Linked DNA regions of Mus musculus: all the other regions are linked to region 3. A link is a contact called in public promoter capture Hi-C data. All regions are on one chromosome and are shown on one strand. Each heading gives the region's core, a stretch centred on a gene start, on an enhancer-like site or on the middle of the called end of the contact. The rest is flanking DNA. Distances are from core to core; before and after follow the strand shown.

What was found. Promoter capture Hi-C pulls out the DNA fragments that hold promoters and counts their contacts.
Region 1: a promoter capture Hi-C map of cranial neural crest shows a contact between it and region 3. The contact joins the promoter of Ap2m1 here to the promoter of Tbx1 in region 3. A contact is called at or near these places in 2 of 39 promoter capture datasets (cranial neural crest and maxillary cranial neural crest) and 1 of 115 datasets of contacts at active chromatin or transcription factors (embryonic forebrain).
Region 2: a promoter capture Hi-C map of hippocampal neurons shows a contact between it and region 3, with 4 times the contacts expected there. The contact joins the promoter of Abcc5 here to the promoter of Tbx1 in region 3. A contact is called at or near these places in 2 of 39 promoter capture datasets (cranial neural crest and hippocampal neurons) and 1 of 115 datasets of contacts at active chromatin or transcription factors (astrocytes).

What each region holds. Positions count from the first base shown.
Region 1 is chr16:20,534,120-20,536,940 of GRCm38.p6, forward strand. It overlaps Ap2m1 (adaptor-related protein complex 2, mu 1 subunit), which reads left to right and starts at 1,361. Exons shown (of 12, transcript NM_009679.3): 1 at 1,361-1,482.
Region 2 is chr16:20,424,912-20,427,731 of GRCm38.p6, forward strand. It overlaps Abcc5 (ATP-binding cassette, sub-family C (CFTR/MRP), member 5), which reads right to left and starts at 1,483. Exons shown (of 30, transcript NM_013790.2): 1 at 1,337-1,483.
Region 3 is chr16:18,585,472-18,588,319 of GRCm38.p6, forward strand. Tbx1 (T-box 1) reads right to left here and starts at 1,498. Exons shown (of 7, transcript NM_011532.2): 1 at 1,065-1,498. The coding sequence starts at 1,468.

The DNA of each region.
Region 1 (2,821 bases), core at 111-2,610, 1.9 Mb after region 3:
ATGATAGTTCAGGAGTTAGAAGTTTTTGGGTTTTCGCTACTTAGAAGGAGATTGCTAGGAATAGTAGGGTTAGCAACCAGATTTAAGCACCCACCCACTTCCTTTCTGCCATAGAAGTCTCTGGCCTGTTTAGGCAGCAGGATGTCTCTGTCTCCTGAGAGAAAAACCAAATTTTCCTGATTTGGCAATAATCAGACAGCTGTTTGTGTCCAGGTTGGCTCTTCCTCATTCTCTCAGTTTGGATATCATAGGAAATCTTTTCTCTCCTTTTTTGTTTTTATGAGACAGGGTTTCTCTTTGTAGCCCTGGCTGTCCTGGAACTTGATCTGTAGACCAGGCTGACCTTGAACTCAGAGTGCTGCCTGCCTCTACCCCCCCCCCCCCCCCCGCCCCAGTGCTGAGATTAAAAGCATGTGCCACCACTGCACAGTTGAGAAATGGGATTTTTTTTTTTTTCGAGACAGGGTTTTTCTGTAGCCCTGGCTGTCCTGGAACTCACTTTGTAGACCAGGCTGGCCTCGAAGTCAGAAATTCTCCTGCCTCTGCCTCCCAAGTGCTGGGATTAAAGGAGAAATGGGATTTTAAAATCCCATGCCCAACTAAACTGGAGTAGAGGGCAAAAGGGGTCTCTTATGTAGCCTGGGCTGTCTTGAAACTCTCTATTTAGACCAGGATGGCCTCAAACTCACAGAGATGCTCTTGCCTCTGCCTCCAGAACTCTGGAATTAACGGCATACGTCACCATCACACCACAGTCACAGATTTAGCTGAGGAAAACATTAACGTTTAGCTGTCTTCCTTCCCAGCTTTTCTGTTTGGATAATTATCCCTGAGAAAGGGATCAGTCCAATCCTAGAATATATATAAAATACATACAAATAAATTTTATATATATATATAAAAACACACACACACACGTTTGGGAGAATCAAACGTGGTGTTTAAAAAAAAAAAAAAACAGTAAATTCAGCAGTAACAAGCTTATGCCAAGTTGTGTTTGTAAAGTAGCCAGTCTTCGAAATCTGGAGACAATAAAAGACTATAGTAATTCAAAATTTACAATTGGTTTCGACAAATAGCTTTGGTCTCTTAAAGCTACCCCACTTAACTAGGAACAGGAAGGGTCGCAGAGACTACACTTCCCGTGATTCTCAGTGAAGCAAACAATGGTTGGAGTGTATCACGACACGTGTTGCTTGCAAGGCGCACTAAAGCTGACGTCTTCTCTGTCTTGAAGGCTGTCGGTAGTTGTAGTTTTGTTGAGCCTAGGGCGCTCAGATGTGTCAGCTTGAAAGCTGCGGGGACTGACGGGACTTGTAGTCGCCGCTGGAGGCGAGCGCGCAGGCGCAGCTGCGATCGGGGCGGGGTGGGGCGGGAGCACTGCAGTGAAAGCCGAGGCAGCAGACAGGCGAGCTGGGGGCGGGCGGACATCTTGGGATCCGAGAGTGGCCAGGCCGGCCTTGTGGGGGCTGCTGACTCCAGGTGAGCTGGGAGGCTTGACTTAGAGGTCCTTATCAGGCGACGAGGGTGCTGTGGTAGCCTGCCTTGCCCTGCACGGTGCTGGGTGGAAAACTGCCCGCACCGGGGAGTGGCCTCAGCCTTCAGACCCGGGAGGGAGTAGACAACCGGGCGGGGGTGCCTTGGGCGCGATTGCAGCAAGGGCGGGGAGCAACGCCTTCCAGTGACCCGCCAGGCGTCTCCGGGAAGAGACTAGGGCTGGAATCCTAGAGCGGGAGACGCCGCGCGGCGCCCCATCCCTAGAATCCTGACAACCGCTCAACCCCGGGGTTTCCTATTTCCCCATCCCCCAGGACATTGACATCCCCTGGTGCCACTCCCTTGGACAGTGACAGGTCTCTCTCGAACACTGAGAGATTCCATCCTCCTGGTTTACCCCCACGGCTCTTGTACCTCAGACCTGTGACAGCCCCCGCATCCCGTGGTGACATCTCCCGGGCCTAGATGTCTTCTCCTCCCTCAGCTGAGAAAAACTCCACCAGCCCCCTATGCTTCACTAACAGAAGAGTAGGCCCTGTCTCTCAGCTTTCTCTTTTTCTTGTCTATCTCTTTTCGCTGTTTTTCGCTCCTCCCAAGCTCCTATGACCTTTGCCATAGGAGACCTTTAGGGACTCCCACAGCTGTATTTGGTGCTTTGGGGTCATCCTGGTCTTTTGCTAGCAATTCCAGCTAACCCTTTCCTTAACTAAATATTGCATTTTCGTCCAGGACACACACACACCGCCCCCCCCCCCGAGGTCACACACACCATCCCCCACCCGAGGTTGATACCTGTGGACTTGGTCCTTTGCTCAGCGCTCAACCTCCATTTTGCATTTTCTTTCTCACCTTCTTTGGACTTGTCACTGGGCTTCAAGGGTTAACTTTTCAGTTTCAAAAAGTCTGTTAAACTAACCTCAGTGAAATTAATATCTGGACTAATCCAGAAATCTAGAACCAGATTAACCCCGTTACTCAAATATTCTACCTTAATTTTGACCAAAATAATTTGGGCAGTCGAGGCATTCTGTTATCCCTGCCCATTGCTTGGTAAACACCAGGCCAGAAGTGACTGACTTGGCAGATTTGGAGACACAATTTAGATGGCAGGATTAATGCTACTACATACAGACCTAATTTTTGTCACACTTAGAAATTTTGAAAAGACAGTAACCAGAAATAACTGTAAAAGGGGCTCAGCATTGAAGAGTTCTTACTGCTTTTCCAGAAAACCTGAGTTCAGGTCCCGGCACATGTCATTTGGCTCAGTACCACCCTAACTCAGGCTTGAGGGGTGGAGGGCAGTGTTCAGTCTAACACCTAG
Region 2 (2,820 bases), core at 233-2,732, 1.8 Mb after region 3:
ATATGGATATGAAGCAATCAACTAAGAAAGGATTACTACACCAGGACCCTCTCCAGCCCAAAGAGCAATTCATACTTCCCATTTTCTAGACAACTCCCTTGCAGCTAATGTAAAGTCTTTTTATAAAACTAATGCTAACTTAGGCTCAGTGATAAAAGCATGTAGGCCAGAGGTTCTTTCCAGTCCCCAGCCCTGCCAAATCCAAAGGAAAGGGTGTGTGTATCAGGACTAGGAAAACCTGGCATATTTTGGTTTAAGCCAGCACTATAAAGGGAGAAAGAAGAATAAACAAAGTGGGGACTCTCACATTAGTACCCCGACTCAAAACTGACAGGGTTGGGGGCCACCTGGTTTTGCTCTAAAATTCTCTTTCCAGTGAAGAGGGGTGGATGTGACGATTCTGCAGGGGGGAGGGGCATTGTGTAGGCCTGGAGAACTGTAACTAACCAGGTTGGTGTTTCCAAGTTCTGTTATCGCAACATCTCTCAGGTTTTAGGCGCCTCAGGAAGCTCCTTCAGGCCCTGCAGCTACTGGAAGCTACTGGAAGCTACAAGGAAGCTGAACCACTTATCACGCCCCCCCCACCTCTCCCCCAGGGCCCACCTGTGCCTCCAAGCTCCCTCACCTGTCACTTACTCCAGAGACCCCAGTAAAACCCATCCATTTCTCCCTTCGGAACTCAAGACTTCCCCGGTCATTCCTGTGCCCACCTGCATCGAGACTCCCACATCTGTACGAAAACACCAAATCCAGGTGTTATAAACACAAAGCCACTAGCTCCTTTGCGTGTCAGCACCGAAAAGGACACTGGTGACAGAAGATCTAGGCTCCCATCTCTACCTCGGCTTCGCTGTGTGTGCTGATGCCACGTACCTCCACATACCAGTAGCAAAACAAACAAACAAAAAACAAAACAAAACATAGATAATGACTTACGTAGTAAGTGGCTGACAGCCTCCAGTCCCGGAGGGAGGTTGGGGCTTCTCTCTGGACAGCTCCGCCACCCGGCCCTAGGGCGTTCCCATGCCAGCCCCGGGCCTGCGAGCACAGGCTCCACGACCCACCCACAGCGAACGCAGCTCCCCCTGGTGGCCGCGCGGAGAGTGGAGCCGGCCGTGACCACCCATCAAACCTCCCCTCCTGCCTTCTAACATCTAGACCTCCGCACAGCCCGCGAGGTCGCCAACAAGCCGGGGACCGCGCGAGATCGGAACGAGACAGGCCCCGTTTCTCCCGTCCGAGGCTTCCCACCGCCCACCCCGCCTTGGAGAGCCCAAAGAAGTGAGCCCGTGACAGCCTCCGACACTGCATGAAAAAGGCGTGAACCGTCACCTACCTGCACCCCAGCCTCCCCACACGAGAGCAAACAGCCCGGGCACGCTCGCGAACATCGGACCCTGAGCAAAACAAGCCTTTATAGCGGCATAGTCCCCCACAACGCGCAAGCGCGATGCACAAAGCTTGCGCAAGACCGAAGGGAATCGTAGTCCCTCATCCGGCAGCCCCCAGCGCCGCACACCGCAAAAGACTACGTTTCCCAGAAGCACCGCTGGTGCCCGGGATGGGGTGCAGGCTGCTCACAGTACCCGCGCGCATCTCGTGCTGCCCCATCCTTCCCCGGTTTCTGATGCCCAGTCTGGAACCTTCTCTGCCTTAGTCACGGGGGCTGGGCAGGCGGGTCGGGGTAGCCGGTGGCGCTGTATTCTCTGACAGCCAGAGGTTCAAAGTCAGGAACTTCCAAATCTATGCGGCGGTTCCACGTGCCAGAAAACATCGTGAAGGTCATCATAGCCTGCTTCTGTCCAGCCCCAACTCTTAGCTGTGGTGTCACTTAATGGGTGCATGAGTCCTCCACGTTCTGCATGAATGGTACCTTTGGATCTTTTCTCTTACCCATCTATCTCAGCTTCTTGACTTCTAAGTAGTGAAATGCCAGAATCGCAATTTCCAAAGTGACAAGGGATGTCAAAATGATATACTAACTAATCAATCTATTTTTATAAATAAATGTAAAGCTCCCGAGGCATTAGTCGTTTTATTTTTTCTATTTTATCTATTTTAGTATCATAATATAAAGACTACTCTATTGCATGCCTCCCAACCTTTAAACTACCCGGGGCTTGTTTATGGTTACCCATTTAAGGGATTTAAAAAGAAAGTAAACTGGATTGTCCATCATACAACTACCTAGTTAGCTACTGTGAACACTAATGTCATAAAGCTGGACTTATTGACAGGATGTATATTTGACACACAGAAAGCTCAGGAAGATAGGCAGTGTTCAGAGCTGGGCTTTCAGGAAGTTGGATCATGAAGACTCTGAGTTAATGAACGGTTTAATATTGACTGATTGTTCCATGTCACTATTAGAAGCTAGTAGAATATGAGGACTTGGAGGCTTGTTAAAGGAAGTTGGTCCCTGGAAGTATACCTTTGAGAGATGTGTGTTACCCCTTCCTGTCATGATGTTCAGCCTTGTGCCGAGCACACACTAACAAAACCAGTTCACCATGGATAAAAACCTGAGCCAAAATAAGTATTTTCTCCTTTAAGTTCATGTTTTCTCCGGTATTTGTCATATTGTCATAATAACAAAAAGCTGATTATGTTTCACTATTTTAAAATTAAGATATATATTGTTGGGGTCAAGGAGTCGCCAGACAAACCACCAAACACTGATCTCAGGCAGACAGGGATAGTTTATGGAGCGTATGTCCTGGGACTGACTGATCAGGGTCAAAGACCAGACTCAGGAGCTGACTGCAACCTCGAGCCAGAATCTACAGAGCTTTTTAAGTCTGAAATCCACAAACATCTGTG
Region 3 (2,848 bases), core at 248-2,747:
ATAACTAAGATATGGGCCCCGGGACTTGTCTCCCCTTCTCAGAGCCTCCCTGGCTTCGTCCAACAAAGTGAAAGAATTCCCGGGTCCAACAAAGTGAAACCGGTGCAGTAGTGATCCCAAACATCCTCCCCCCAAGTCACACGGACACCCCAGCACTCCAGCCTTCAACTCTCAAGACCTGGCCAGAGCCTCCCCAAGAACCTGTTTGCAAAAGGCTCAGCGTATGTTTTCCTATTTCCTCCCTCTCCTCTAAATCCCTCCAGTGACATTCACGGCCCTCGTTTGCCTGCCCGGACCAGAAGGCCAAGCCGCTGTTGTCTTCAGGAGGCTGTGTTGGGTGGTATGGACAGCTAAAGAGCCTGGAGAAAATCCACAGAGCAGCAGCTAAGGACAGGCCTAAGTTCCCCAGGGAGGGCTGCACAGCAGGGAAACAGAAACCTCGAGAAGGCTTTGCAAACAGGCCCTGAGCCTCCTTGGCCACGGAGCTGGTGTGTACATTAGACACAACCCAGCACCCGCCTTTGTCTACTGGTCAAATCGGGAGCATCTGCAATTGTTCCTTTTTCCCTCTCGGCCCTGAAAACAAATAACCAGGCACTGGCACGGATACCCTGCCAGGCTTGTGAAGAACCGGGCCCACAAGCGGCCAAAATTGAGGCCCAGGAAAACCAGGTCTCGAGTTCCCGGAAAATGAGCGCAATGGCTTTTAAGGGTCTTAACTCTTTCCTAAAATTATCCATACACCTAGGGGATGTTTGCTCTTTGGATTGCCCTACATACTGAACGAAACCCACGCGGGAGTTTCCTAGGTGGCAGCTGCCTAACCGCCGCAGTCGGGCGCACATTCGGCCCAAAGATTTCCCTCGAATTCGAAGAGTCCCAGGACTCGCGGTTGGCGCTCCGCGGGTTGTCGCTGGAGCCGGGTCAGCAGAGAGGCCAGAAGGACTCGCAGGTGGCCCCGCTGCACCTTCATCCGCTTTTCAGCCGGGCTCCTGCGCATCCCTGACACGCAGTCAGAGGCACAGAACGCACGTGGACAGGGGCGCGGGGAAGGGGCGCCTGACCTGCCTGCCTTGGTGACGATCATCTCGGTGCCCAGCTGATTGAACTCGTCCCACAGCGCCTTCATCTCCAGCTGCACGCTCACGCTGGCCACCTTCGGGTTCTTCTTCACCGGAGCCTTGACCGCAGCCGCGCGGCTAGCCCCCGGACCCTCGGACTCCGCCGCCGAGCTGCCAGCCGCCCCGGGGGCGGGCGCGAAAGGATAGGCGCGCGGCGGCGGCGGGCCCGGGGCACCGGGGACTGCAGCGCACGGATCGTAGCGCGGTGGCGGCGGCTCGCGAGGGCCGAACGGGTCGGCGCCAGGCGACGGGGATCCCAGGCCGCTCAGACTGCTGGCTGCGAAGGCTGCAACGTCGCAGAAGTGCGAGAGCTGCGTGAGCCACGGACTAGACACGGCGGAGATCATGACCCGAAGGCCACCCGCCGCTGATCAGAGCGCCGTCCCGCGCGGCGGGCCGAGTGGCGGGCGCTGCGCCGCACGCGCCCCGGGCCGCACCGCCCCACCCCGCGGGCCGGCCCCGCGGAGCCGCCCCGCCCCGCCCCGCCCCGCCGAGACAATAGCCCGTGCCCCTCCCCCCGCCCCTCCCCCGCCGAGGCTCCGCGGGCCCGGGCCCCCCGACCGCTCCGACCGGCTCCGGGGACGACGGGCCGGTGCGCGGCCCTCCCCGCCGCCAGCGCGCTCTGGCTTTTCTTCTGTGCCAGACGCTCCCCAAGTTCTTCTTCCTCTACCTTTTGTGTCCCTGGTTTCAACTTCTCACATTCTGTCTCCTTTCTCTCGCTCCAGCTTCTTCTTAAACCCCCTGCCTCTCTCTTTTCTCGGTGTCACTCTCTCCAATTTCAAATTTTCATGTCTTCCCTTCCGTCTAACTTCTTCCTCTTATTTTTGTGTGTTCTCTACTATTCGTCTTTGCCCTTTCAATCGTAAATGAATCTTCAGCCTTTCTCTTGTTCTTTAATGAAGTTACATTTCTGTCTCAAGCTATCCTATCCTTCATTTTCTCTTTCGTTATCTTTATTTCCTTTGCGTGTATCTGCCTTTCTCACCTTTGTCATATTTTCTGTTTTCTCCTTTTTTTTCCCCTCTTGGCTGCTCTCATTGATTTGTATTTTTGGTTTTTGTTGTTGTTGTTGTTGTTTGTTTGTTTGTTTTTGTTCCCCCGCCCCCTCCTTTTACTGCGTTCCCTGACTCTTCTCTAACCATCTTTGCTTCTTCCAGCTCAAAGGCGCCCCTTCTTCAGACTTCAGAAGACTGCTCAATCCCAGAAGTTGGAGTCCTAGGATGGTGGGTGGACTGACTTTGGGGAATGCCGCCCTTTCTTCCTGTCCCAGAGTCCCAGCTTCAAGGTTGGAGCCCACCCGGCCTAGAGCTCCTTCCCACCCGCTGGGCCGCAGGGCCTCACAGCAGGGGACTGGCGGGCGGCCTGACAGTATAGACGCGGACAGAAGGGCTCACCTTCCATGTCCCTGGTGACTGTGCTGAAGTGCATCCCGGCTGGGGATCCTGGTAGCCGGCGAAGTTTCGCCCGGTCCGAGGGCCTGGGGCCCCGGTGGGCGGTGCCCTCCGAGGCCTCGGCTGCAACAAGAGAGGCGATGCTGAACGCGCTGGCCCGGGCAGACAGCGGGCTCCGCGCGTCCATAGGCGCCCGGGCCTGACCGGCGCCGCCTCCGACTGCGTACGCCCAGCCGCACCGCGCCCAGCCCAGCGCAGGGGGCCCGGGGGCGGGGGCCTGTGGTGCCACTCACAGCCGCCGGTCCAGGGCCCAAGGGATTATGGCGTCATGAGACC